Linked DNA regions of Zea mays: region 1 is linked to region 2. A link is a contact called in public Hi-C data. All regions are on one chromosome and are shown on one strand. The core of a region is the stretch at or near the end of the contact, and the rest is flanking DNA. Distances in the headings are between cores, read along the strand shown. Region 1 holds the start of LOC100277202. Region 2 holds the start of LOC100281484.

Region 1 (3,711 bases), core at 584-3,083, 500 kb before region 2:
CATATCACCACAGGTGCGCATGAACAGGATGGATCCAGCGAACACACCAAGAGCCTTCGCCAACTTCTGTTACAGGCAAAAGAAGATGACGACAACAACAACAGGGCATTTAGTGATCATAGAGTTTCTCGGACAAAAAGAAGTACCAACAGAAAAAAAAGTTCTCGATCAAGGCTTATAATAAATGTTGTAATGAAATGGTTAGACAAATTAAATACCAAACGAAGTTAAACAGTTTACGAAAATAATTTGAAGGCGAAAACTTGCAGCCAAGCCAGATAAATGTAGGTCTAGCCTAGTCTAGATAAACATGTGGAGCAGAGATGTTATGTGCAGTCTAGATATTTCTCTTGGTATATATCTTGGCTTGTTGAATGCAAAACAGTGGCTGCATGGTTGTAATGTTTCACACATCTTCAAAAAAAAAAAAAAAACCCACCGAAGTTGACTAAACAGCCCCTACCCGTAACATCATTTTTCTCCTCATGCCTTCACATTGGTCGGACAGACTTTGTGAAACAGTACGGAAACAAAATCCAGGTTTATTGGTTATGTGCCAGGAACAGAGATAACCAAGGTTTTCTGCAACAACAAGGATAGATGAAATGAAGAATACGGCCTATATTTTCTGTAATTTACAGTACAGCCAAGATCTATGTCTTTTTTTTATATGAAGAAATGGGTTATGGTCAAAAAAATAAAGATAACCAAGGTTTTCTGCAACTTTTTTATTTATTTTACGTCTTCTGCAGCTTGATGAAAAGAACGTATGTATTCTGTAATTTGCACTACAATCAAGATCTATTTCATTGAAAAATGGGTTATGTGCCAGAAGCAAAGATAACCAGGGTTTTCATCAACTATTGATAAGATAATTAGAACCTATATTAAAGAGTCGCTCCCACACCAAGGGATAGTTTAAACTGACACTTGAGCCTGATGTAAGTCAATTCATTGGCATATGACTATGAGAGAGAAAACTGAACCCAAGCTGATGCAAAAATAGCAGATCGAGGAAGGTACGTACAAGTTAATAAGCTAGAGCTCACACTACGCAACCCAACAGTAAGAGCCTCAATGATGAAAGTAAGGGACTCCAAACAAAAGGGGTCCAGCGAACATAACTTGCGTTAGTTTCAACCATGACACCAACAACAAACACAGTCAGACATTAAGCGAACACGAACTGCAGCAACTTAATCGCATCAATTTCCTCCATATAACGTAATTATGCTCCAGGACAGTCACATATACACAAGAAATTTGCAAAGCACAATCGTAGATGGCTATCTGTGCAAGCAAATTAGTGAGACAACTATACTCAGCAATCAGTATGCGCGCAACTAATCACAGAAGACATGCAGGAGAAACAGAACAGGAAGTCTAAGACAACTCACGATAACGTAACAATCGTCATGCTCAAACTCAATCCTAGTACTATTTTACCAACAAGGCAGTGAGATCAGTCGCCAACGTTGCAGGTTATTAAACCGAAAAACTTTTACAATCTACCATTGTCCCAAGTTAGCAATCCCGAACCGTGAATCGTTGGTACCAGTACCAAGTCAAGAATCAAAGCGAAGTGCGAACGAAAAAAATGTGTGAGATGAGGGTTGCTGACCTTGTTTTTGGCCCAGTTCCTCTCGTCGTAGAGCTGGGAGTACAGGAACACGGTGAGCTTGTCCCACGCCTCCGTCACCGCCGCAACTGGCCCCGCCATGATCCCGCTCTCCGATCGCCCTCCGCCTCTTCTCCGATGGGTTTCTGAAGGGTTTTGCTCTTTCGCCTCTAGAAATGAGTTCGTTGTTTCTTGCGCTGCGTTGCGGCGGTAATAACCTGAGGGCTGTTGCCGGTTGGAGCCTTGAAGGTCGTCTTAATGGGCCGTTTGAGCTTTTCCTCCCAGATTAAAAAAACGTAATGGGCCTTTCCTCCCAGATAAAATAAGATATGGTCCAATTTAGGCCCAAGGGTAAAAAAAACGAAATCCTCCTATGAATCGACTCCGCTCCGCTGGGATCGAAAACCTTTAGCCAGTAGAGAACGGCCACGTGTGCAGGATGGATCAGGCAGCGCACCTCGACCAAGAAAGATTGCCGCGGCCGGCTTGCGCTAGGCCACTGATTGGGTTGGCAGCGCGCCGCGGCAGCAGAGGGGGAGAGAGAGAGGCAGAGCGAGCGAGCGAGAGAGCGCTGGTCATGGCGTCACTGTCTGTCGCCGCCGTGGCGGCCACCATAGCGATGCCAAGCAGCAGCGGTGGGAGAGGGCGCCGTCTCAGGGTCGCGTCCATGGCCACCCAGAAGGGCCAGAAGCCGACGCCCAAGACCGTCTCCGGCACGAGAAGATCGGTAAGCCATTTCCTACGTACGCCTCTCATTTGTTGAGTCTCAAGATCGGCGGGTGACAACGGTGGGAGCGCGCGTGCAGGGCACGACGACGGTGTTCCCGGTGGGCGAGCCGGGCCCGCGGCCGGCGACGACGAGCGGCAAAGCGCCGGTTAAGCTGCTGACGAACGTGGAGAAGCTGCGGCTGCTGACCAAGGCGGAGCGCGCGGGCCTGCTGTCGGCGGCGGAGCGCGCGGGGCTGTCGCTGTCGGCGATGGAGCGGCTGGGCCTACTGTCCAAGCTGGAGGAGCTGGGCGCGCTGTCGGCGGCCACGGACCCCGGCACGCCCGGCGCGCTGCTTGCGCTCGCGCTCCCGCTGCTGGCCGCGGGCCCCGCCGTCGTGTACCTCGTCCCCGAAGAGCAGGCGTGGCAGGTGGCGCTGCAGGCCGTCGCCGCGCTCGTCTGCGTGGTCGGAGGCGCCGCCGCGGTGGCCGCGTCCACGTTTGTGTCCAGGCTGCAGGGCTCCTCCAGCTGACGAGCGCATTTGCAGCCGTATCTAATTTCCCGTGCATGGCTAAGCAGAGAATTGCTCTATGCTTATAACGTAATAAATAGTGCGTGCGTTGCAACGGGAACATATAATATCACGATAACTTATATATAAAATGTGTGTTATACTGTTATTAGAAAAGATTTCATAATTTATTTATGATCCTAACCATACATAAATTTTGTTATTTTAATCTAGTTGTTTCACCACTACATTGTGACCATCAGTGCCATGTAGATTTCTATGTATGCTATGATTTGCATGGCCTTGTCGTTGGAGAGCACGTCCCACACCTGACGGAAGAAGTTTCCTCATACATCGTCAGTCATCAGGCACGCACCAACGTACGTTTTTGCTTAAACAAAAAGACAAGTGTGTGTTTGCGAAGAGAATTAAAGACGGACAGGCACAAAAGCTACCCTCGACGGTGGCGAGGATGACGAACTGGTCATTGCTGTCGATACTCATCTGCGTCACCTCCGGTGCCGAGATGAGCCACTATCCTTGATACAGTAGTCGTCAAATGCGCGCGACATGGAGAGCCTCGACGAATCTTGGCTAGGCTGCTAGACGAACTGCACCTCAGGCTCATCAGCGAGGTAGCACACCTGGCCGTTGCACCGCCGGTTGCGCTCCTCCCGTACATACATCGTGTTTTAGGACACTCACACAACGTCAGCAACGACTGTCGTCCCAGCACACAAGAATTCATGGCCGGTCAGTAGCGACTTATGTGGCAGGTCGGGCTTCAGGTCGACGATGAGTTGGACGATAATGATGACATCGTCGTCGGATGCGATGCCTAGAACAACCTAGGAGTCGCCGACGTTGGCGACGACC
Region 2 (3,804 bases), core at 916-3,415:
TGTCTTCTTTTGTTCCTTTTGGACTTGACTTAGTTGAGTCCCTGACACTTAGACAAATATGATCAGCATACAAATCAATTGACTCAGTGACCAGAACATACCTTTTAGCTTGATCCATATAGCTTTGCACTAAGTCCTCTTCCGGCTCATTTTGATTCAAACACTTTTGCTCAACATCATGTTAGTTAAAAAATAATGTGGTGTGCATCTAATCATCAAAACAATATAGAAATGGTCCAACGGTATATTTCCGTTTCACCCTTTCATTTTGTCTTCTAGACACATAGGATATTAACATGTCTCCTGCTCATTGCATTGACTAACTCTCTTATCTTACCTGTAAGTATATTCCAACTACCTACACGAATCCTAGTCAGCTCAGCTAGCTTCCTTACTCCTCGCACCAGTTGAGACAGATGCAAAGACCCTTGCACATTTGTCACTACATCCGGACGCCGATGTAGCGCGCCCTTAAGGAAGCGATGACCCTATCCTTGCTCACTTGTCATCGCATCCATATCATGACACGACACGACACCAAGGGGGTGCGCGGCTCGGCCCATGCCCATTTAACACCATATATACCCGTGTTCCGATATGGTGCGTAGCTAAGAGGGTTACACCCCAACGGTTTTCTATTGGGTTTCATCTCCATTTGAGTGATTAAGTTTTTATAGCTGTCTCGCCACGCCTAATGCACTCTACCTCTTTTACGTGGACTTCACATCGATTAAATAGTTAAATTATATAATTATGATATTATACATTATGAAGTGTGTATGCTATAGCAGTACCATACTTTTCATTTTATGTGATATGTTTAGATGTTGGAGTATAATATTTGGATTGGAATAGTCTAAACATTGCAGTCTACAATATAAAGAAATGTTTTATACGACAACATGCACGCTAAGTTGGACCTAAGAGCATCTTTAAGAGACTAGTTAAATCAGAGGCGGATTTGCGACCAGGGCTGTCTGGGCTGCAGCCCCGGTCGCGGCCCAACAACGCGAGGAGTAGAGAGTAGGGAGAGGAATAGGCTCATACGGACCAGCCCCAGCACAGCGGCACCGCCAGCCCCTAACCTAAGGAGAAGCAGCCGCCAGGGCGCCCGCGCACGGACGCACCGCGACACCGGCGAGGCGGCGACCACCACGGGCCACGGCACCGCGCCACCGTCTGTCCGCCCGCCCAGCGCCCAGGAGCAGTCTGCAGGCCCACGGCACCGCGCCACGGCGCCAGCATCCGCCCGCCCAGGAGCAGGCCGCACGGCCGCACCTCACCTGCTCCTGCTCGGCTGCTCGCCTAGAGCGGCTGGAGCCTGGAGCCCGGAGCCGCCGCCCGCGAGCCGGACCGCCGGACGCCAGTCGCCCGTCGGCCGTCACAGTAGAGCAGCAGTCCAGCAGAGGCCAGAGCAGTAGAGCACTGCCGCAGCGAAACAGAGGCCAGAGCAGGGGTTTGTGAATTGTGATTTAAAGCTTGATTTGAATTTGATTATTTATTTGATACTAATCTCATGTTTAATTATAGGAATAAGATTTTGAAGCATTTTCAAGGCTTAAGAACTCGGAAGATAAATTTACCTCGCAGCATCAACTCATGAACGGTATGTGCAAGATTATTGTATTTATAAATTTTGTATCGACTTATTTTTAGACTACATATTTCTTAAATGTTTAAATTATATCTTGCTTCTTATGTCATATTAAACATCAATTATATTTTTTTGTTTGGTTTAAATTTTTTGTTATAGTTTTAACTTAGTAGCCAGCCCCCTCTTGGATCAATCCTGGATCCGCCACTGAGTTAAATGGCTCGCCAAACCAAAATTTGGCTACTCAACAGCAAAATAAGTCTCTAACATACTAGCTATCTGACTCTCTAAATTGGCTTTCTTACTAGCCAAATTTGGTTAGCCACATGACTAGTAAAAATAGATAGATAATCTGTTGGAGTGAGATGTTACATATATAATATAATATTTATAAAAAAGTAAATAGAGAATCAAATAGAAAGCCAAAAATAAAGAGTATCTTGGAAATGCTGTAAGCTGTCTTAGCCATTCTATCCTTCACATTTCAACTTCACGGTAGACAGCCTAATGAAAAAAAAATAATCCCTCCTCTCGATGAAAGAGAAAAGAGGTACTGAGGGAGCAAGAGTCGCACACTCAGACCAGACCGCCGCCGCCGCGCCGGTGATCGAGTCTCGTCGGCGCTACCTTCACGCCACAAGACAATAAGCATCGACAGCCAGGTTCGGCTCCACCAAACGTAAGCGCTCACCTCGTAAGTCCTAATCCCCTCCTATTATTGTCGATTCCATCACACTGGATTCCATGACCTTACTTAAAATCCTCGATTCCGTTTTCGTATATATGTATGTATGCATGCATTACTACTGTTGCACTTCCTTTTCTTTCGTTTAACTATTCGATTACATATATTTCGATGGATTGTCCATATGCCTCCGCACACTAGGGTTTCATTTATCTATTTCAATCAAATAGGCTGCTTGCAGTCTTAACATCCAGATCCATGGAACACCTAACCTAAGCTTCCATGTGCATATGGACGGGCCAATAGGGTCCAGACCTCACTGTCTCTTTTACTTATCTACTTACAAACAAAACAGAACAACGCTTCAGTGCTCATCGTTTTCATTTATATATACGCTAGCTCATGCAATGCAATACCTGATTATGATTGTAAGTTTTCGTCACTGCAAAGACTAATCTTGCTAGTAGTATGAATGCCAGGCGAGCATATGGGTTCATTGTAGTGTCATACTGATGTTCATCATTCGATCTGTGACAAGTGATAACATTCTTCTGTTTTCTGGTTTAAAACTTTCAGGTTTACTTGGTCAAAATTCAGATGTGTAATGCCAATTCAACAGCTTTATGTTCCTTGCCTCTGAACACTATGCCTGTGTTTGGCCTTTTTGTTTCTTATTCTCCTGTATCTCTTGTTTGGTTGATGTGGTAATATCATACTGTGGCCTACCACAAGTTCTTGACTGTGAAGCCCAGACAAATTGTAGTCATTGAGTTAACCAGGGTTAAGCTTGTTTTATGTTCAGATGGGCAGGTAACAATAGAGAAGGTCTTTTGTTCCTTACCTCCAAACATTTGGTGGACCGCAGACTCCATATGTGTGTGTGGCCACATTGTCTCCATCATCAAATAGTTAGGGCGATACAGAGGAAACACACACACACACACTAGTAGTCTGAATAGTGAATACATCTTACAGATCATCAAACTGGCCACTGCAGGAGGGGAAATGTATGCAATGGCCGGTGAAGAAGAGAGCAGATACCCTTGTCTTGGCAGAGATAACATGGATGCTGTCTTCCGGCAGCAAGGAAGTAGGAAGTGGCAGACATGAGGATTAGCAGTAGGAAGAAATGAAGTTCAGGTCCTGGAGGCACCTAAACGAACTGATCAACTAATTACTGTCACAAAGACATGAGGGTTTACTTTTATGTGAACGAATAAAAGGGAATTGATGGGGAGTTTTTTTTTCTTTTTCTTCCCAATAGTTTATAGGAAGGTCCAAACACCAGTCTCAGGACTCTATTTTGTAGGTGTTTTTTTGGAGATGTTCTTAGGGGACCAGCATAAAATTCTGTGAAGTTTTTGTTTGGAAGGATGGCAATAGCTCTTCAGTACTGTGTCAAATCCTAAAATTTGACAGCCCCCTCTGCATCCTCCCTGCATTCTCTTCTCCCCGTGCTCTCTCTCTCTCTCTCTCTCTCTCTGTGTGTGTGTGTGTGTGTGTGTGTGTGTGTGTGTGTGTGTGT

The links. A called contact is a pair of places that touch in the nucleus more often than the background predicts.
Region 1: a Hi-C map of endosperm shows a contact between it and region 2, with 4 times the contacts expected there. The contact joins the promoter of LOC100277202 here to the promoter of LOC100281484 in region 2. A contact is called at or near these places in 6 of 25 Hi-C or Micro-C datasets (ear, endosperm, leaf and 2 more).

What each region holds. Positions count from the first base shown.
Region 1 is chr1:160,693,834-160,697,544 of Zm-B73-REFERENCE-NAM-5.0, reverse strand. LOC100277202 reads right to left here and starts at 1,833. Exons shown (of 2, transcript NM_001328639.1): 1 at 1,622-1,833; 2 at 1-66. The coding sequence starts at 1,720. It overlaps LOC100273400, which reads left to right and starts at 2,134. Exons shown (of 2, transcript NM_001147837.1): 1 at 2,134-2,345; 2 at 2,425-3,082. The coding sequence starts at 2,196. The coding sequence ends at 2,856.
Region 2 is chr1:160,195,840-160,199,643 of Zm-B73-REFERENCE-NAM-5.0, reverse strand. LOC100281484 reads left to right here and starts at 2,165. Exons shown (of 16, transcript NM_001154402.2): 1 at 2,165-2,273.